3 separate regions of the Sus scrofa genome follow, and all the other regions are linked to region 2. The links are chromatin contacts, called in public Hi-C and HiChIP or PLAC-seq maps. All regions are on one chromosome and are shown on one strand. The core of a region is the stretch at or near the end of the contact, and the rest is flanking DNA. Distances in the headings are between cores, read along the strand shown. Region 1 holds the start of SRP54 (signal recognition particle 54 kDa protein). Region 2 holds the start of SNX6 (sorting nexin 6). Region 3 holds the start of PPP2R3C (serine/threonine-protein phosphatase 2A regulatory subunit B'' subunit gamma).

Evidence for each region. A called contact is a pair of places that touch in the nucleus more often than the background predicts. HiChIP or PLAC-seq counts read pairs in DNA pulled down with a chosen protein or histone mark.
Region 1: a Hi-C map of liver shows a contact between it and region 2, with 2.6 times the contacts expected there. The contact joins the promoter of SRP54 here to the promoter of SNX6 in region 2. A contact is called at or near these places in 2 of 47 Hi-C or Micro-C datasets (heart right ventricle and liver).
Region 3: an H3K27ac HiChIP or PLAC-seq map of alveolar macrophages shows a contact between it and region 2. The contact joins the promoter of PPP2R3C here to the promoter of SNX6 in region 2. A contact is called at or near these places in 2 of 5 promoter capture datasets (fetal liver and fetal skeletal muscle) and 1 of 2 datasets of contacts at active chromatin or transcription factors (alveolar macrophages).

What each region holds. Positions count from the first base shown.
Region 1 is chr7:64,876,051-64,878,884 of Sscrofa11.1, forward strand. It overlaps SRP54 (signal recognition particle 54 kDa protein), which reads right to left and starts at 1,524. Exons shown (of 16, transcript XM_001927799.7): 1 at 927-1,524. It overlaps LOC100153150, which reads left to right and starts at 1,189. Exons shown (of 8, transcript XM_021099173.1): 1 at 1,189-1,728. The coding sequence starts at 1,632.
Region 2 is chr7:65,155,182-65,158,154 of Sscrofa11.1, forward strand. SNX6 (sorting nexin 6) reads left to right here and starts at 1,295. Exons shown (of 14, transcript NM_001244216.1): 1 at 1,295-1,340; 2 at 1,496-1,543. The coding sequence starts at 1,335.
Region 3 is chr7:64,761,506-64,764,496 of Sscrofa11.1, forward strand. It overlaps PPP2R3C (serine/threonine-protein phosphatase 2A regulatory subunit B'' subunit gamma), which reads left to right and starts at 1,407. Exons shown (of 13, transcript XM_021099169.1): 1 at 1,407-1,950. The coding sequence starts at 1,893. KIAA0391 (mitochondrial ribonuclease P protein 3) reads right to left here and starts at 1,767. Exons shown (of 8, transcript XM_021099168.1): 1 at 1,613-1,767; 2 at 1-923. The coding sequence starts at 624.

The DNA of each region.
Region 1 (2,834 bases), core at 274-2,773, 280 kb before region 2:
AGTTCAAAAAACTAAGGGAAAGAGACCTAATGGAAATATTTCCTCTCCCTTTGGCACCACCACTGCTATATTCTAGGCACTGTACCAAACAGTTATCTTATCTTTCATCCTCATACTAAGCTAATAGATAGATAAGGAAACTGAGGCTAAATTGGAATATCAACTTGCTCAAGCTCCCAAATCTCCTAAGGAGCACACTCTCCTCTGTGTTCCCATAGCTCTCATGACTCTTTATACCTTACTGGAGTTTATTACTCATCTTGCTATAATGTATATTTATGTGCTTCTCTCTCATTGTTCCGCTATCTCCTCAATGCCAGGGTTGGTGTCATTCATTTCAGCAACCCTACAGATAAGAATGAGTAAATATTTTGTTGAATGAAGCATATGAAAGAACTAGGTGAGCAAAGCATCAAGAACGCCAATAGGGGAAAGAGCTTCAAGAAGTGGTTATTAGAGCCGAACGCTACAGAGAGAACCATCAATTTATCCTAAGTCATCAATGGCACTGAACTGATATCCCTTACTCATTTACTGAATGTCTACTATATGTGGGACGCTGGGTTAATTAGGCACAAGTTAACATGGAAAGATAAAATCTGGAACGCCTCAAGATTTTCAGGTAAGTAGCCTGAATCTAAATTCTTGATCAGGAAAACAAAACCAAGAGTCAGGCCTGCAACTGTTTACGTCTAACTTGGCTCAGGTAAGCCAGAAGACAATTTAAAAGGGTCACAGCGCATCTTTCAACAAAACTTCTGACGGGGGATACGAGATGAAAATGGGCCAGAACATCTCGGTCTCGGGGACGACAATTGGTGGCCTAGGAAGCCGATTCCCTCCGGAGTGTCTAGACCCCTAAGCAGCGACGGGGCTGCCCCTAGCTGCTACCCGGTAGTCAGGGGCGGGAAAAAGCAGACACTTACCGCAAAAGGCACCGCCACCGCCGTGGCCCAAAGGGGCCGGGAAATCCTTCGCGAAGCCCCACGCTGGGGGAGTAAACCCGGGAAAGCGAGGATCAGAAAGACAGGGGCGACCCCACAGCCCGACTTCCAAAACTATATAAACTAGGGTCCCAGCGCCCAGCACCGCGACGCCAACTCCCACCAGCTGGAAGACCGACGACTGCCACCGAACCTTCCGCCCAATGAGGAAACGTCACCACTCTGCGTAGTCCAGCCTTTCAAGAACAGGATACACTTCCGCTTCCGGGGCACCCGCCGCATTCCTTCGGTGCGCTTTATTGAAAGGGTTTTTTGAGTTGTTTGCTTTGCCGGTTTTTGACAGTCGTTTTTTATTGCTCCATAACTACAGCATTAAAGTTAGTATTAAGATACGAGGCTCTCTAGGGATGCCATCTCAGGAAAGAAGTCGGGCTTCCAGGCGCCACCTTAAGAAAAAAAATGACTTGCTGAGCACCACCAGCTAAGAGAGTAATTAGGAGAGATGGGGGTGCAATTGAATGTAGGGATTCCCGGGAGCACGTGAGAACTCCACGGAGGGGGCGGCGCTTAGGACTTTCTCAGCCCTGGGAGGCGGGTTCCACCTTGGGTCAAATCGGGTGTCTGGATCCTCCTCTGGCTGCGCGTGCGCGATGCAAACCTCCCCCTGCTCTTGTTTTCTGCTTCAACATGGAATTCCACTCCGCGAGGCAGGCGGTACTGCAGCTGCTTAATACGGTGGCTCCGGCGGACCTCCCAGCGCTGCTTCAGTGGATGCGAACTACCCGTAAGTGATCAGAACCAGAGGCAGGCGGTTGGGGCAAGGATATGCTGTGGGCGCCGACCTTGGGGACTCAGGAAGAGGCCTAAAGCCTTCCATAGGGTAGCTGTGCTGGTCTCCGCTCTGCTAACGGGGCTGGTCGTCGAGGGCACATCTCAAACTTTGGCAGGTTGAGTCCATTGTAGGATTGGGTGCAGGAAGACGTTGCTCTGGGTTTGTGATTCCGCTACAGACTTCAGACAAGCCGCTAGAGCCACCTTGTGTCTAACCCCTTTTATGAAGGGAAAATCAAAGGAGGGGTTAGCCTTCCCACAAATTTGGGACAACCATTAGGATCCTACCTGAAAACGCCCTTTGCAAGAGAGGTTTTAGGATATAGAGCTGGAAGTTTTAACCCTGCAGACAGAATCACATGTAGCTAGTGCATTTATTTTCTCAATTGTAAAATGGGCCGTTAATTTACTAGCAGTTTTTCCAGGATGGGGAAAGGGAGAAGAAAAAGGGAAAAAGGGAAAGGACCTTGATTTTTGAATAAGGTCCTTTTCCAGATGTGTGCCCCCCCCACACACAAAAGTAGAATAAGACAAGGATTTGTACTAATCACTTCTAGCCAGCATCAGTAATAGAGCTTCTAGCCAGTACAGTATGGCAAGAAAAGGGGTGGGAAGGAGGCATCTCCTTCTGAAACAGATGAATGGATAAATTGTGCTGTATTTTTGTATTGGAATATTGACAAATAAATGGAATAAAGTGTTTAATGTGTAACAGCAAGGATAAATTTGCTAAGCGAAATAAACCATATTGAAAAAAACCTGCATACCATATGATCCGATTTATATAAAATCAGGAAATTTCAAGCTAATTTATAGAGACAGAAAATACATCTCTGGGAGTTCCTGTTGTGGCTTACTGGGTTAAGAATCCAATTTAGTGTCGGTGAAGATTCAGGTGTCATCCCTGACCTCACTCTGAGTTAAGGATCTTGTGTTGCCACAAGCTACAGCGTAGATCACAGATGAAGCTCAGATCTGGTGTTGCTGTGGCTGTGCGGTAGGCCTCAGCTGCAGCTCCCATTCAACTCCTAGCCTAGGAACATCCATGTGTCACAGGTG
Region 2 (2,973 bases), core at 45-2,544:
AATGTGTGTGTACATAACTGAATCACTTTGCTGTACACCTGAAACTAATGCAATATCGTACATTAAAGATACTTTAGTTTTTAAAAACTTTTTTTTAAAAAGGGCCAAACCGGTGTTCCCGTCGTGGCACAGTGGTTAACGAATCCGACTAGGAACCATGAGGTTGCGGGTTCGGTCCCTGCACTTGCTCAGTGGGTTAAGGATCTGGAAATGCCATGAGCTGTGGTGTAGGTTGCAGACTCAGCTAGGATCCCGCGTTACTGTGGCTCTGGCGTAGGGCGGCATCTACAGCTCTGATTAGACCCCTAGCCTGGGAACCTCCATATGCCCTGGGAGCGGCCCTGGAAAAGGCCAAAAGACCAAAAAAAAGGGGGGGGGCGGGGACAGACAGATGCTGAGGTTAATTGTTGTGGAAAAGGATTAGGAGGAGGAACAGACCAATTTAAGAGATAACAGCAGATCATCAGTCATAGTCATAATAGGATTTGGTTACTAATGGTGTGATCAGTGAAGGAGAGGAAGGAAGAACTTGAATGGGACTTTTGAGGTTTCTGGCCTGAAGATGCTAATGCCATTAACTGAATGGAGGTACAGGATTGCTTGCGTGTGCGTGTGTGTGCCCACGCGCGCAAGCTCGAAAGTGTACCAGAAGTACGCAGGGGATAAGAACTGATTTTGTCTTGTCTTAAGGGCTGTGGACACCTGTGTGGTGCTGTAAAGCACGACAGTAAGAGGAGTCTGGGCACATTTCTTGGCATAAAGGAAAGCATACTCTTGTAATGAGAACGGCTCATTTTTATAGTGCTCAGCCATTAGCGCCCCAAACCCTGAGATAGTTATTACCACGCCAACAGTAAAAGCTTGAATACAACCCCTAACTGATGACTGTGTGAAGGGCCTTGGTTCCCACAACTTCTACAGGCAAAATATTAATTGTGATTAATTATCCTGTGGCACCATACAAAGACTAGATGATGTATTGTGGCTTCCAGAAGGCGCTTGTTGGCTTTCTTGCTGCAGCCCTCAGGGAAAGGGAACTGGACAGCTCCCTGGGTGGCCTTTGGCCCTTCCAGGGTCATAGCCGCCGCGATGGGCTGTCCTCACCCACGAGAGTCTGGGTCTTCGGGCCCTCTCCATCTTAGGGGCTCGGACCTTGGGCGGAGGGCGGGGTCTTCCTTCTTCCGCACTCTCGGACCCTGGCATCTCTGGGTCGGGGCGGGCGGGGCGGGGCGGGGCTGATCCGAGGCCCCGCCCCTCCCCCCACTCGCTGCCGCCGGCTCCCTCCGGCCCGCGGTGCCGTGCGCGCCTGCGCTGGCTGTCGCTTCGGAGCAGCCATGATGGTGGGTGTTCGGCGGCGCCGAGCTCCGGGCGCGCGGTGGGGGTGGCGGGCTCGGGGAGGGCTCGGGGGCCGCGCTGGCCTGGCACTAATGTCTCCCTTTGTATCTCCCCTACTCCATACTCTTCCCTGGCACGCCGGGCCCTGCTGCCCCCGCAGGAAGGCCTGGACGACGGCCCCGACTTCCTCTCCGACGAGGACCGCGGAGTAAGTTCTGCCTCCTCGCTCGCGGGAACCTCCCTCCCGCGCCTTGGCTCTGGGGTGTGGTACTGCGGAGGGTAGGGGGCCAGGCCGCTAGGCACCCCCTCCCCGCTGGGCTCCTTTCGGTTTCCTTGCCTTCCCGCGCCCCGCCCTCCTGCAGCCTTTCCTCCCTCTGGGCAGTTCGGTTCTGATTTCCCCGGGACCCGCGGCCTGTCTAGTGCCCAGCTTCGGCTTGGACCTGCGGGTGGACCTCCTCCCCCGCCGCGGTCGGTGTGCAGGTGGGGAAGTGGAGACAGAAGCTGGAGCTGCACCCTTCCACCTCTCCTGCCAGGTTGGGGGCTATAAGAACCCATTGTCAGACCTTCCTGCCGGTACCCCTTCATTTCCCCTCGTAGACCTCTCGAACTCGCCCCCGCCCACCCTTCTCTCTCTCTCTCTCTCTCTCTCTAAAACGTTGTAGTATAGGCTCGTTCCCTTGTGCAAGGGATTTTACAGTCGCTGAATCTTAACTTTTCTCCAGTATGCTACTAGATTTTGCAAAGTGCTGGTAGCCCACAGTACCTTTACTTTTCTTAATGGTCAAAAAATACATCTTTTGCAGAGCTCCCTTAGTGGTGGTTTGAGGCAAATTGCATTTCACTTCAGAAAGGACTTTCTGGGCTCTGATTCCTCCTCCCCCACTCTCTTCCCCCAATTTATCTTGACCGAAGGGTGGTAATCTGTATAGTGCCTTGCACAAGTGAGCACTTGAAAAATACTGATATATGATGATTGCCGCTCAGCAGGGTTCCGTGGTTCCGTCACATTTAAACAGCCTGCACTTTAGTTTTCTGTTTTGCCTTTTGCTTGTTGATCTTAATGTTTCAGACACTTCCATTAGTTGATTTTTGGCAGGTGAGAAAATACTCTTATAGAATGTTACTATTTCTTGTTGGTATGAAAGCATCGCATAGGATTTCTGATTACTTCTAAAAATTTTAGGTTGTAATTAATTTTATTTATTTTTAATTTTTTATCTTTTTGTCTTTTAGGGCCGCAGCTGCAGTATATGGAGGTTCCCAGGCTAGGAGTCAGATACAAGCCACAGCCACCAACCTACACCACAGCCATAGTAACTCGGGATCCGAGCCGCGTCTGCAACCTATACCACAGCTCATGGCAACTGGCAACACTGGATCCTTAACCCACTGAATGATGCCAGGGATTGAACCTATGTCCTCATGGATGCTAGTTGGGTTCCCTAACCACTGAGCCATGACAGGATCTCTGGTTGTAATGAATTTTAAGGGAATGTTTGTGTGTGAATGTGTATATATATCATCTAGGATAAGATAATGGAGTTAGATGTAACAATATAAATTGTATTCTGGATTTTAAAATAGGAATAACCAGCAGAGTTCTCAGTGAAATGAGAATTGATTATAGCACAAACTGAT
Region 3 (2,991 bases), core at 157-2,656, 390 kb before region 2:
TAAACGCTTGTATCTGGCTTTCATGATTTCATAGACATCAATAATTTCTGCTGTTTCCTTATGAAAAACACAGAGATACAAATACTTGACCAGCAAATCATAGCCTATAACACCATTGTTGTTTGCAGCTACCCAAGCCAGTACAGATTTAGCCACATCTATAGAGCTATGATATTTAACCATCTGTGAAAGGATCCAATTCTCAAAATTAGTCTTTCCTTTGAAATCTTCCTTAAGTTTATTCCACTCCTCTGAATTCAAAGGTTTTGTTGGGAGTTGAACAATGTTCCTCACAGGCGGCCGGAAATAATCTTTACTCTGAGGATTCATCTCTGATCTCTTCTTAGCTGCTCCAGCTGCAAAGAGATGAGGAGAATCAGCAGAAACTTGCTTATTACTACCCTCATCTCTTTTCCTGACATATCTAGCCTTGGCAATCAGCAGATTCATGGCTTTGGTATTTTGTGGAGACATTGGTTTAAGAGAAAACCACTTATAGTTCCTGATACCATAACAGTCTTTGAGAAGGAGACTGAGATAGGCGTGTCCTGGGCCTAGGCCAAGGTATGGGTTACTCTTCCAAAGCTTAGGAAAGCTCCGAATACCAGTAAAATAGAAAGTCATTATGCAGTGAAATCAGCACCAGATTGTAAGAGATATGGTCAAAAAGCCCCAACGTCTACAGCATAATTAAGAGATTGGGGGTAGAAGGTGGAGAATCGAAGCGGCAACTTTCTAAAAGATGATTTTCAGCTTCTAAGACAAATGTGGGTTCTGATTTGGGGGCTAGTTAACAGCAGTGAAGTTTGGTTCCGTTCTCTCCATTAAACAACGATCTGAAGACATCCAACGTCGGTCACAAGTCCCAGGTAGAGAGAACAAAGGAGGAATCCTCTGGTGCCTATTATATTCCAGTCTGGAACCTAAGAAAAAGGCACAAAGAGTATCAGCCAGTTGACTCACATGGACCATAGACGTCCTTGAAAAGGGGCAGGATCCCAGAGGAGCCGGGTTGCAGAAGAGGCGTAAAGTCGAGAGCCCCCTACCCCAGACCCACCAGCAGTAAGGTCAGAGGCGAAAGCCCAAGTCCAGGGGCCCTGGCCGCCAAACTCGCCAAATGAGGAAACAGGGCTGGGGAAGGGGAAGAGAAAGAGCCAGCCAGCGACACAGGTAAGGAAGGGAAGTCCACGAGGATGCAGTGCTCCTACAATGTACCCATGGACCACAAACGGAGTTCACTTGATTCAACAACTCACCACAGCACTCACGCTCCATGCATCCAGAAACGAGGCGGAAACTACCGCGCCCACAATGCACCGCGACGGCCCGGGCTGCGGAGGCGTGGCTGAACCCAGCGCAGGCGTTCTGCCCGGCCTGGAAGCGAGTAAAGGGGATTCTGAGCCTTTTAGTGGCGGGAGGGGGATACAGGCGGCTGCTGAAGGCGGCTACTGCATTCAAGGGGCCTTCAGATACCGCAATGACCAATGAAAAGAAACTGAAATTAGAAAGCTCTTTCCTTTAGCCGGAAGTGCCGCAGGAACTTCTGGGTCACGTGGGGACAAGCGCCAAAGGGCCGAGATGAAGAAATAGAGCAGGCTTTCTTATCCTGTACCTTTAAAATCGGGCTTGGTGAAGCTGGGACGCTGCCTTAAAGAGGCTCATTCTCCGTCTCTTTCACGTTTGTTCCCCCTGCTGTTTGCGTGAGCGCCGTATTTTCCTCAGTGGCGATAGTGACCGACTTAGCCGGATTAGCCGACTTCCGCCCGTGGCTAAGATGGTGGTCGAGCAGCCTTCGTAACCTTTACGGGGCTGGGCGGTGTTGACGCCAGAGCTGGCGTGGGTGGAGCGGTTGGTAAACAGCAAATGCCGGAACTGAAGCGTCGGGGTCAGCGATGGACTGGAAAGAAATTCTGCGCCGGCGGTTAGCGATGCCCAACACCGGTCCAAACAGTGAGTTTGGGAGGGGCCGCCCGCAAAAAGAGCCTGGCTCTAAACTCCCGGAGGTGGGAGGAGGATGGGCAGGGGCAGCTCCTGGGAGCCGCGCTTTCCTCTTGGGTAAAGCCTCTCCTGACAAAGGAGGCTGACTGGAATGGGTTTAGGAGCCAGAGATGTTTGATCCACATTTCCCTGGCAAAAGATTTGTGGGAATAAAAAGTTACCTTAGCCACTCACTTGGGTGGTCCAGACCTAGACTTGTGAAGGATCATTGAGAATCCCGACGCCAACAACCCTTCTATCCTACCGGGATCTATAATCCATTGCTCCTGTAGATTTTTATTTGCCACACTTTTCATTTTTCTCCTTAATCCATTTTAGACTTCATAATCCACTTTTCCTTGTCTTTTCCTTCTACTTCATACTTACTAACTTATCAGCCTAATTAAACATCGTTCCTATTCCACATCTGCATCCAGGGCAGCTGAAAGTGATTGGAGAAAAATGGAACCATGGTGAACTGCCTCGCTTTTAATTCGTGTAACTTAAAGTAGGTGTTTTGAAGTTCATTTACACTTCTTCCGTGTTTCCCTAAAGTCAGGTTCCTGCAGTCTATGGCAGTTCTTTCTCATCTCCCAACCTCCAGTCCTCCAGTATGTCCTACTTACTCCTTACTTCTAGCTGATGAGCTAGTATATGTATTTGAGAAAGTAGAAACAATCGAAGAAATTCACCTGTTTCCATTTTACCATTTCTGTCACCATCCCCCCATAGGTGACCTTAAGATAATAAACTGGCCATGCTCCTATTTGAGACAGTCCCTCTGCTCCAACACTAGATCGTGTTCCTCTATTTTATTCATTGACTTCATTATCCTCTCATGCATCATCAGATTTTCTTTCTCAGTGGATCATTGCCATCAGCTCTGACAAACATACTGTAATGTCACACATCATTACTAAAAAAAAGAAAAAAAATCATTTGATTTCACATCCCCATCCAGCTTTTGCTAGTAGTGTGGTAGTGTTTCTTTTCCACCTATAGCTCTACCCCATT